Regions from separate parts of the Ovis aries genome. Here region 2 is linked to region 1. The links are chromatin contacts, called in public Hi-C maps. All regions are on one chromosome and are shown on one strand. Each heading gives the region's core, a stretch centred on a gene start, on an enhancer-like site or on the middle of the called end of the contact. The rest is flanking DNA. Distances are from core to core; before and after follow the strand shown.

Evidence for each region. A called contact is a pair of places that touch in the nucleus more often than the background predicts.
Region 2: a contact with region 1 is called in a Hi-C map of skin fibroblasts, with 3 times the contacts expected there. The contact joins the enhancer-like site here to the promoter of KCTD16 in region 1. A contact is called at or near these places in 4 of 16 Hi-C or Micro-C datasets (hypothalamus, liver, muscle and 1 more).

Annotation. Positions count from the first base shown.
Region 1 is chr5:52,971,679-52,976,713 of ARS-UI_Ramb_v3.0, reverse strand. It overlaps KCTD16 (potassium channel tetramerization domain containing 16), which reads right to left and starts at 1,364. Exons shown (of 3, transcript XM_012178675.5): 1 at 612-1,364; 2 at 1-247. LOC132659892 (a long non-coding RNA gene) reads left to right here and starts at 2,764. Exons shown (of 2, transcript XR_009600866.1): 1 at 2,764-2,964; 2 at 4,768-5,035.
Region 2 is chr5:54,842,019-54,846,727 of ARS-UI_Ramb_v3.0, reverse strand. No RefSeq gene overlaps it. Among named protein-coding and RNA genes, the nearest start is that of GRXCR2, 16 kb to the right of the region's middle. Within about 2 kb of position 1,752, at least 9 of the 54 cell types and tissues checked have an H3K27ac peak or open chromatin away from gene starts, as enhancers often do. A contact at or near this core is called in liver, where this site is marked.

The DNA of each region.
Region 1 (5,035 bases), core at 115-2,614:
GCAACTTATAAGGGAGGGAGAGGATGTTAACTTGTTAAAAACAACCTCCTCTTACCCCAGTTTTTTTTTCCCCCAACAAAGCAAAATTTCAAAGAGTCCACAGGTGAAGTGATGCTACAGAAGTAGTTTAAACCCTGGCAGGTGGTGAGCTATGACTTCATGGAATATAATCAACTCATCTGCATCCAGTTTTCCCCCAAGCTCAGTAGGCAAGGCCGGTCAGGTCCTCAGTTACTGAGAGGTCTGTCTGCAGGAAAAGAGAGAAAATTATTTCCTCAAACACAGCATGAGTCAGAAAAAAAGAGACTGCTGGAGAGAGGAGAGGGAGGTAGAAGGAGGGAGGGAAACTGAAAGGGAGGGAGGGAGAGATTATTTTACATAAGCAGCCCTGGAATTACTGATTTCAGCCATTCTTCAACTAAATCATAGCTTCTTTCAAGGTATTTCGTGTCTACATATTTATCTATATCCCTCTGTCTCCAGCATTTAGTATTAAAAACATTTCTATTTGATTTCTGCATTAAAAATGAATATGCAATTTTCAACTTCTAAAAGGAGATTTATTTTCTTTCCTCAGCTGGAGAGGAAAAGCAATAAGCCCTGGAACTTACCTCAGTGAGTGCTGGAAACAGTTCTTGTGAAGAAATACCCATTTGCAAAGCTGTCCAAATCCCCAGCCACACACAGAGTCTGGAGCTTGTCAAAATCCCAAACAGGTAAAATACAGAGGTATCAATGAAAAGTGCCAGAGAGATGTGCTCTTAGAAAATAATAATTATATATATAAATATTTATATAAATGTATATTTGCGTATATGTATGTATATATTCACTTCCAATCTCAAGTTAAAACAAGTCACAAAAAAGTTAAACCGTGACTAGAGGTGGTTGGATTGAAGAAGCAAAGCAGAGAAAAATATTCAAAGCTTCTCCAGGAAGGAAAAAAAAAAAAAAAATCAAACCTTTGGAAAGAATCCTTAAAACAAAAGAGAGTTGCAAGAGGTACCGGGACTTGGAAGCTTTTCAGAAAGCCCAGAAGCAAGACAGATGCTCCCTGCTGGGGTCCCAGGTAGCCACCCCACCTGCCGGCAAGGGCAAGCGGGCTCCCATGTTCCCAGCCAGGTGGGAGCGGGCGGCCGCCGCGGCGTAGAGATGCCGGCGCGGGGCTCGGGCTCGGGCTTCTCCGGCGGAGGAGCTGGGTGGTTCCACAGTTCCCAGTGCAGTTCGGATGCTGTTGTTTCAGCAGTGCAGGCAAGAAACCATCCAGGGAAATGACTATTACATCATCTTAAAGGAATATGGCTTGGAGAGAGCGGAGGCAGCTCCGAGTCACGTCCGCCTCGGTGGCAGGTCGCCGGGACGGCACGGGGACGCCGCGCTCCGGCCGTGGGCACGCGAGTCCCCCGGGCGCTCCGGGCTCGGGGCGGGGACGGAGCGCGACGCAGTCGCTTCCCTCCTGGTCCTGTCCCGGAGTCTGGAGTTTCCAAGGGCCTTTGCTTTGCCCTTTCGTGCTGTCTCTAGACCTCCACAGCCACCACCATGCCCCAGAAACAACCCCTCAACCCAGATGAACACGGCGGTTTTTCATTTTTAAAAAACCAACAAACAATTCTTTTGAGTGTGCACTAAATTTCTGCTGAAGGGCAAATTACCCCTCTAAAGCTTGTTTAAAAGGAAAAAAAAAAGCGTACCCAGTGACCCCAATGTTCAAGCTACAAAGTGGTTTTTTTCCCCCCAAGAGAACTAAGCCATATTCTCTCAGATGCCCTCTCCTGTTTTTGTTTTTTTTGTTTCTTTCTCTCCATTCCTCTGCCACCCTCACCCCAGCAAATAAATAAATGATGAATATATACATCCATACCTTCAGTCTCTCTGGAATTACTGATGCTCCTTCTCAAGACTATAGGAAGAACTGGTACCCTCAGGAAAAAACAAGGTTTCTATCAGTAAGTCATTATCTTGGCTTCCATGTAAGACATCGTTACCTGCAACTTTTTTCTGGGTCTGTTTCCTTACGAAGCTTCCCTCTGGATGTGCCCCCGCCCCCTCCCATCTTATCCCAAGAGGACTCTAGTGGAAGACACGCCTGCAAAGAGACATTTTACTCCTGTCCCAGAGGGTTCCCTTAAGTGCATCATTAGAGTTTCAGGAAGGCATTTCCAGGGCAACCTAATCCACTAACAAAGTGCTTCCAGTTGATCCTGCCAGTCAATAATGGCCCAGGCAACAGCTTACAGTAAGTCAGCCATTTCCCCTTTCAAACACCAATGTCTTAGGACTCACATTCCTAATGAGAATGTAGTACTTCATCCATGAATAATATATGCGGGGCACACTCCATTCCAAACAACTGCTATTTTTAAAAGATTAAAACCAAAACTGGAGAGAAATGTGTGAATTAGATACATTTTATGGGATACATGGGTTTATTGCCAGCTCTTGCCCCAAGAATTAGCATGAAGATAGACTCAGCAGTAGCATAAAATAATTTCTGATCTAACACTCTTTTCTTTCAATAAGAATCAGGTTACTGAACACATTCAGAGTATTAGCTAACACTCCAATATCTGATTATATTTAACTTTGTTTCTTTAACTAATGTATTAACCTACTCTGGCCTCAATCATTGGGATTTTAATGCTGGACCAATCAAGGATGCGCTTGTTATTTGATGCACTCATATCGCCATCTACTGTCCTCAAACTGTCAGTGCAGGACTATATCCGGCAACTTGTGTGAATGCGCGCACGCGTGTGTGTGCTCAGTCGTGTCCGATTCTCTGGGAACCCATGGACTGTCGACCGCCAGGCTCCTCTGTCCATGGAATTTTCCAGGCAAAAATACTGGGATGGGTTGCCATTTCTTACTACTCCAGGGAATCTTCAGGACCCAGGGATCGAACTGCGTCTCTTGTGTTTCCTGCGTTGGCAGGTGGACTCCACCACTGCACCATTTGGGCCAAAGGTCAGATTTTTTTTCCTCTTTGTTTTAAAGTTCTTGAGTATTATCAGAAATGTTCTGTTCACCAAGATGACAAAGTAAACCTCTAGCTGCCATCGGGTTATGGGGTAAAATAAGTCTGAATCTATAGCTAGTAAGTACTGCCTTTGGTTGTAGTAAAGAGCAAATTATTTTATGTCTAACCAAGTAGGCCAGCACACCATGATAGTGGCTTTGGAGATTGGATATTAAAGTATTTGGGAAATAGTTTGGCAAGAAATGAAGAATGGGAGGAAGAGAAATCATAGCTTTAAAAACTAAAAGGAGCTTGTGAAATGGAATCACCATCTCATCTTAAAGACATAGCAACTGAGTACCAAGAGGGAAAGTACTTCCACAGGGTCACACAGCAAGGTAAGGGTTAGACCCCTGCCTATTCAGAACAGTCAATGTCCTGTTTTTAACCTTATGGATTCTGGAATAGGAATGGAGAGGTGGCAAATAAAACAAGAAGAATTTTAAGACTATTACACATTTGAAAAAGCAGCAAGTCATTTAAAAGAGCTTTTAATATGAAATTAAATTGCAAGGCTAAAATATTTGGACAATTTAAAAGAAGAGTATTCTGTATCTCAGAAATGAGAAGCTCTTTTCATTGGTCTGGGCTTCATCATTTTAGTTCAGTTCAGTCACTCAGTCGTGTCCGACTCTGCAGGTTAGGCTCTTTCTGAGACAAGTAGTTCTTAATTTGGGGGAGAATGGACTGCTTGGAGAAAACCTAGGCAGTGAATACCTGAACATGAAAGTTCACATTCAATGTCAGGGACAAAGCCTCTGAGGAAGAGCTGAATAAAAAGGCACCAGGGAGATCACGTGGCCAGGGACTCACATTCCCAGCAATACTCACATTTGGACTATGAACCGTCTTTCCTTTTTTTCTTTTTTTTTTTTTTTAATGTGGACAATTTAAAAGTCTTTACTGAAATTGTTGCAATATTGTTTCTGTCTTATGTTTTGGGTTTTTGGCCAGGAGGCATAGGAAATCTTAGCTCCCTGATCAGGGATCCAAACTGCACCCCCAGCACTGGAAGGCAAAGTCTTAACCACTAGACTGCCAGGGAAGTCCCTGAACCTTCTTTGTGAAGTGAGATTACACACACACTCACAGAGACACATTCTGAGGACTGGAAAAAAAAAAGAAAACATAAAACATTCACCACACAACCTTACCCTTGTGACCACACCACCTGAATGCACTCTGAATTCACATTTTTTAATAAACACTGTTTAGTACCGCAGACTTTGCACACATATATTGCTGTATATTGTTTTGTGCTAAAAAAATTCACTTAGTATAATAAACAGTTAAAACTGAACAACTGTTTTTACAGCCCTCTTGAGGTATATTTGCTTTTTAATCTACCTGGATCCTCAAGAAATTGAGAGGGTCTGGACCTCTTATCCTTGGAGAGGTCAGGGATTTGGTTCGAGGCTGGCCCTAAGTCTATTCACGTTGGGGTTTGTAGAACCCAGGTTAGTAGCCTCTGATCTGTACTCTTTCTTGTTCCTTTAGTCTCAGGGAGGCAAAGGATAAGAAGTGAGATTAAAGCAATAATTGGCTTGGAGAAAACAAAGCAATACACTATCTAGAGAGATTTAAATAATGCTACAGTAAGCGAGTGTGTCCCAGGGTGTCTCAGGGAGGTTGTCAGTAATCCCAGCTGTTCGGTGCCTGAACAAGAGGCAAGAAGCCAAGTCTAGGCTGTAAGTGTATTCCTGTCCATGTCACCAGATAACACTGCTAGTGTTATTATTCTCTTCTGGCAGCTCTCCACTGAAGCACCGTGAGATGCCACACTCTGTGCAAAGGCTGAACATCCAGCAACAGATTTCTCTTAAGTGAAGAGTGAGGAAGAATTTTGCATTCCGTTCCTTGTAATATTCAAGCTCACAGCTCATGAAGACACACCATGGGTAACTTGTGGAACTGATGGAACGTGTCTTAGCTTCTATTTCCTGTTCCCCACTTTCACACACCCCCAGAGCTGAATGTTGAAGAGTGTGTTCTCAAAAGGACAATTTTAATTTTGGAATA
Region 2 (4,709 bases), core at 503-3,002, 1.9 Mb before region 1:
CTCTTTGCGACCTCATGACTGTAGCCTGCCAGGCTCCTCTGTCCATGGAGTTTTCCAGTTGAGAACCTTGGAGTGGGTTGCCATTTCCTCCTCCAGGGGATCTTCTCGACCCCGGGATTGAACCCACGTCTCCTGTGTCTCCTGCATTGGCAGGAGGATTGTTTACCACTATGCCACCTGGGTGGCATGCACGTGTATATAAATGCATAAACTATTGGGAAGGTCATATTCCAGGTATATTAGTAACAGTTACTTTTCAGGTAACTTTTTGGGTAGAGAGAAGGAAACCATTAATTTTCTTCTTTATTCCTTTCAAATTTAAAATATTTATCCTCTAAAAGGCTGTATTCATGTGTCACTTGTGTATGTTTTTCTAAGTTGATATAAATTTGGAAAAAACATGAAATATATGTGCAGAAAACTTAACACTCTTTCTTATATTTTCCCACATCAACTAACCTGGACAAGTTGTTAACAGAAAGGTTTGAAGTGGATGGGGGGTGGGAGGGGCGGTGGGGAGTGTCTCTGACCAGCTGATTATCTGTGCCCACATGAACTGATTCCCCTTCCGAGACCCACGTGCACTCCAGACTGTGAGCTCCTTGGGAGCAGAGCCGTGGTTGTTCACATCACTGATGTAGCAGTGTGAGTGTCTTCCAGCACGAGGCTTTGGACTTGGGAGATGCGAAGAACGCAGTTGTTTAATTGAGGCAACTCTGGGAGCTCAACTGGTAAAGAATCCGCTGTGCAATGAGGGAGACCTGGGTTGGATCCCTGGGTTGGGAAGATACCCTGAAGGAGGGCATGGCAACCCACTCCAGTATTCTTGCCTGGAGAATCGCCACGAACAGAGGAGTCTGGCGGGCTACAGTCCATGGGGTCGCAAAGAGTTGGACAAGACTTCACTTTCACTTTCTTTCAAGCGACTAAGCACAGCACAGCACGGAAGTTTGCAAGTGCGCTCTGGGATGCAGCTTCAGTTCCCCTCCTTCCTGCAGGTGGCAGTCTTCATCGACTTGAGCCAGCCGCGCTCTTTCCCTGAGCAATGATTCTCAATCCGCCAGGCACAATGCCGTGTTCTTCCCGTAACCCTTACTTCATAACATCCCTTTACTATCCTGGAATAAAGTTACTAGATTAAATAATCCTCCAACAAATACATTAATAACTTCGAAAACCCATTCAACACCTTTGCTCTCATATAAAGAGAAATAAAAGGAAAGTAATTGATAATAAAATACTGTGTGTTTTAATGGCAAGTGCTTGGCTATGATTTCCCTAGAAGAAATCACGAAGTCGTCAGATGCTTTACCCATGTCTGGGACCCCTGTGAAAAGCTACAGCTGCAGATGCTGTCTGATGTAGGAGCAACATCTCAATCTGTGAAGCAGTTTTTCAAAACGGTAGGCAGTTTTTGGTAGAGCTCTGAATAAAACAAAGTACAAACTTCTCTTAATCCATGTTCATTTCAGTCCCCCCAAATGTATAGTAAAACCAAGTTTACCAATCTCACTAAAACAAACCAACGAACAGGTTCTAGGCTCAGATAATTATAAACAGGTGTTTTACCTCGGTGATAGTCTGAGCTGTGAGACAGTGTTGTGCAGAACTGCCCTTAACGTTGCAGGATGTCCACATCCCTGTCCTCTCACCCACTGACCTTGGTGTTCTTTTCTTGTGAGTACAGTGCTAAGAAAGCAAATGTTCCCACACGTTTCCATAATGCCCGTTAGGGGGCACTGCTGGCCCCATTAACTACTCTTGCACAGCTGTGCTGTCTTAATAGGGTAGCCACCAGTCGAATGTGGCCAGTGAGCTTAAAATGTGGCTTGTGGGACTGAAGAAGTAAGCTTTTAATCCGATTCAATGTACACATATACTTTTAAACTGATGCTCAAGTCAGTCATTGGAAAAAAATTTAAGTGTGATTGGAGCAACTTGGATATGAATCTACTTTGTCAACTATATGTCTTATGAAAGGGCTTCCCTGGTGGCTCAGACAGTAAAGAATCTGCCTGCAATGCAGGAGACCTGGATTTGATTCCTGGGTCAGGAAGATCTCCTGAAAGAGGGAATGGCTGCCTACTCCAGTATTCTTGCCTGGAGAATCCCATGGACAGAGGAGCCTGGCGGGTTATTTCATGGGGTGGCAAAGAGTCAGACATGACTGAACGACTTGCTTAAAATGTTATGAAGTCTGAATAGTGATAAAATATTTCTAGTTTTTTACTTGTTTCTTTGTTCTTTTTAAATGTTGCTACTGGCAAATTTAAAAATAATATATGTGGGTTACATTACATACATATGTGCATTTCTACTGGAGACTGCTGAGATGGAGAAAATTCAGGACTGTTTCGCAACCTCTGAGAGCGCTTCTTTCTTTCTGTCTGGTAGGAATGAACAGTGAGTCAGAAGTGAGAGAGGAGTTAGGAAAGAAGGTGAAAGTGTTAGTCGCTCAGTCACGTCTGACTCTTTGTGACCCCACCAGGCTCCTCTGTCCATGGAATTCTCTCCAGGGATAGAACCCAGGTCTCCTGCATTGCAGGCAGATTCTTTTTTTTTTTTTTAATTTTACTTTATTTTACTTTACAATACTGTATTGGTTTTGCCATACATCAACATGAATCCGTGCAGGCAGATTCTTTACCGTCTGAGCCACCAGGGGCTGCAGAGGGGGTGGGGGGATCTTTGCAATGGTACAATAATCCCAGGTGATTATTATTTTTTAATGAAGTCCCAGATTTTGGCCTGTGGCTCTGGCAGGGTTGATGTTTTTCCACTATGCACACCCTCTGCTCGGTCCTCTGGGAACCCTCTCATTACTTTCTGACGTGGAGGTTTTGGCCTGTGATACAAAGACTTGTGCCAGCTCTGCTCAGAGGCAATGAGGAAATGGCTCAGAGTATGAGGAAGATGGCTTATCTCTCCATTCCAGTGAATTACAGTTAATACAGGTGGTTAAATTTCAAAGCAAATTCTGCAGTCTCCTCTGAGACAGAGCATAGAGAACCAATCACACGGGTAGCTTAAGTTCCATCGCAGCCTCAGAGAGACCTTGCTGATCGTATATACTAGAGTCTATTGTGGGTTTTAGATTATGACTAGATTTCTTAAAATATTTTCTATCTCATCTTTAAAGAATTGACCTTTCCCCCCCAAGTGGTCAATTTGATGAGATGAGAGAAACATAAACCTTGGGGTCAGACCTGGGTGAGAATAACAACTGACATTTCTTGGCTGTGTGACTCTGAGCAGATCTCTCTGAGCTTCAGTTTCCAGTTTTCTTATCTGTGAAATACCTCTCTCACACATAGCAAATGCTTCATAAGCTGTAACTATTTTTCATTATGGAGAGGATGAGAGTCAAAGGTGGGAGAATTTTTAAGCAGAAAAGCATCTTCCAACAACATCTTTGAGACTTTTTTCTCAGAACACTGGTTTTCTGGAATAGAATTCCAACAATAAAAAGAATTTTGTGGGCACCACATTTTGGAAATGGTGGAGGTTGACAAAGTACATTAGTATATTTAACATTCTCAGAAGTCCTACAGTGAAGAAATCAGTTTAACTTTATTTAACCCAGAATTTCCCAAACTTATTTTATTAGGATTTTTTTTCAATAAATAAATTTTAGCTCTGTGAGTCATACTTTGGGAAATGATGGTGTAGAAGAAAATGTCTTATTTTCTAATCTGAATCCTTAATCTCATACTTTGGTTGGGGTGGTCTCATCAGATTGTTCTGTGATGCAGGGGGTGACCAGTCACTGAACTATGTTCCATATCACCTAGGTCTATAATGAAAAACTCATTTCTGTGAGAGCTTAGAAAAACCTTGTAAATTAAAAATATATTTTTAAAAGTAGTGATAATATGATAGTCTCTTGAAGCATTGCCTTGGAAATTTCTGTTTTGGTTGGTGAGAGAGCAAGGGGGACTATAAACTTGGGTTTTGTTTTTCACATTTTTTATAAAGTTACATGAATTGTCACAACTTTCTAGGCATGATCAATAACTATAATAATCTTCTGCCATAACGATGTTTCAAAAGAAAATGCCAGACGGGTTTAAATACACACACATTCACACAAACACACATACTGTGTAGTAATGCATGAGCAGATTAAACGGATATGTTTAATTTATAAGCCCTACTCTGATTAGAAAAGATAGATGTGGAAAGATCACTAAAGGATAATGTTTATACTCAATTTGCAATAATTGCACATTTCTTTCATCAAGACACATTTTTAACATAATCTCCCAAATCCCAAAGTACATATAAAAATAAAGTCCAGTAAATTACATCAGACAGAATAGGATAAAAATTCTACTCAGAATACCCAAGGGTGTAAATCAAAATGCATAAAAGCAAGCCTAGATATCTGAGAATATTTTTCTAAGAGAATTTTTGGTCCAAATTTTTATTATAGATATTTCAAACATTAAAAAATTAGAAAAATAGTATAATAAACAACCATAAAGAATTGTTAATATTTTTCCATTTTCTACTTCGCATGTATGCATATGTGTTAAAGTGGGCTTCCCAGGTAGAGCTACTGGTGAAGAACCTGCCTGACAATGCAGGTTAGATGTAAGACACGCTGATTCTATCCCTGAGTCAGGAAGAGTACCTGGAGAAGGCAATGGCAACCCACTCCAGTACTCTTGCCTGGAGAGTCCCATGGAGAGAGGAGCCTGATGGGTTAT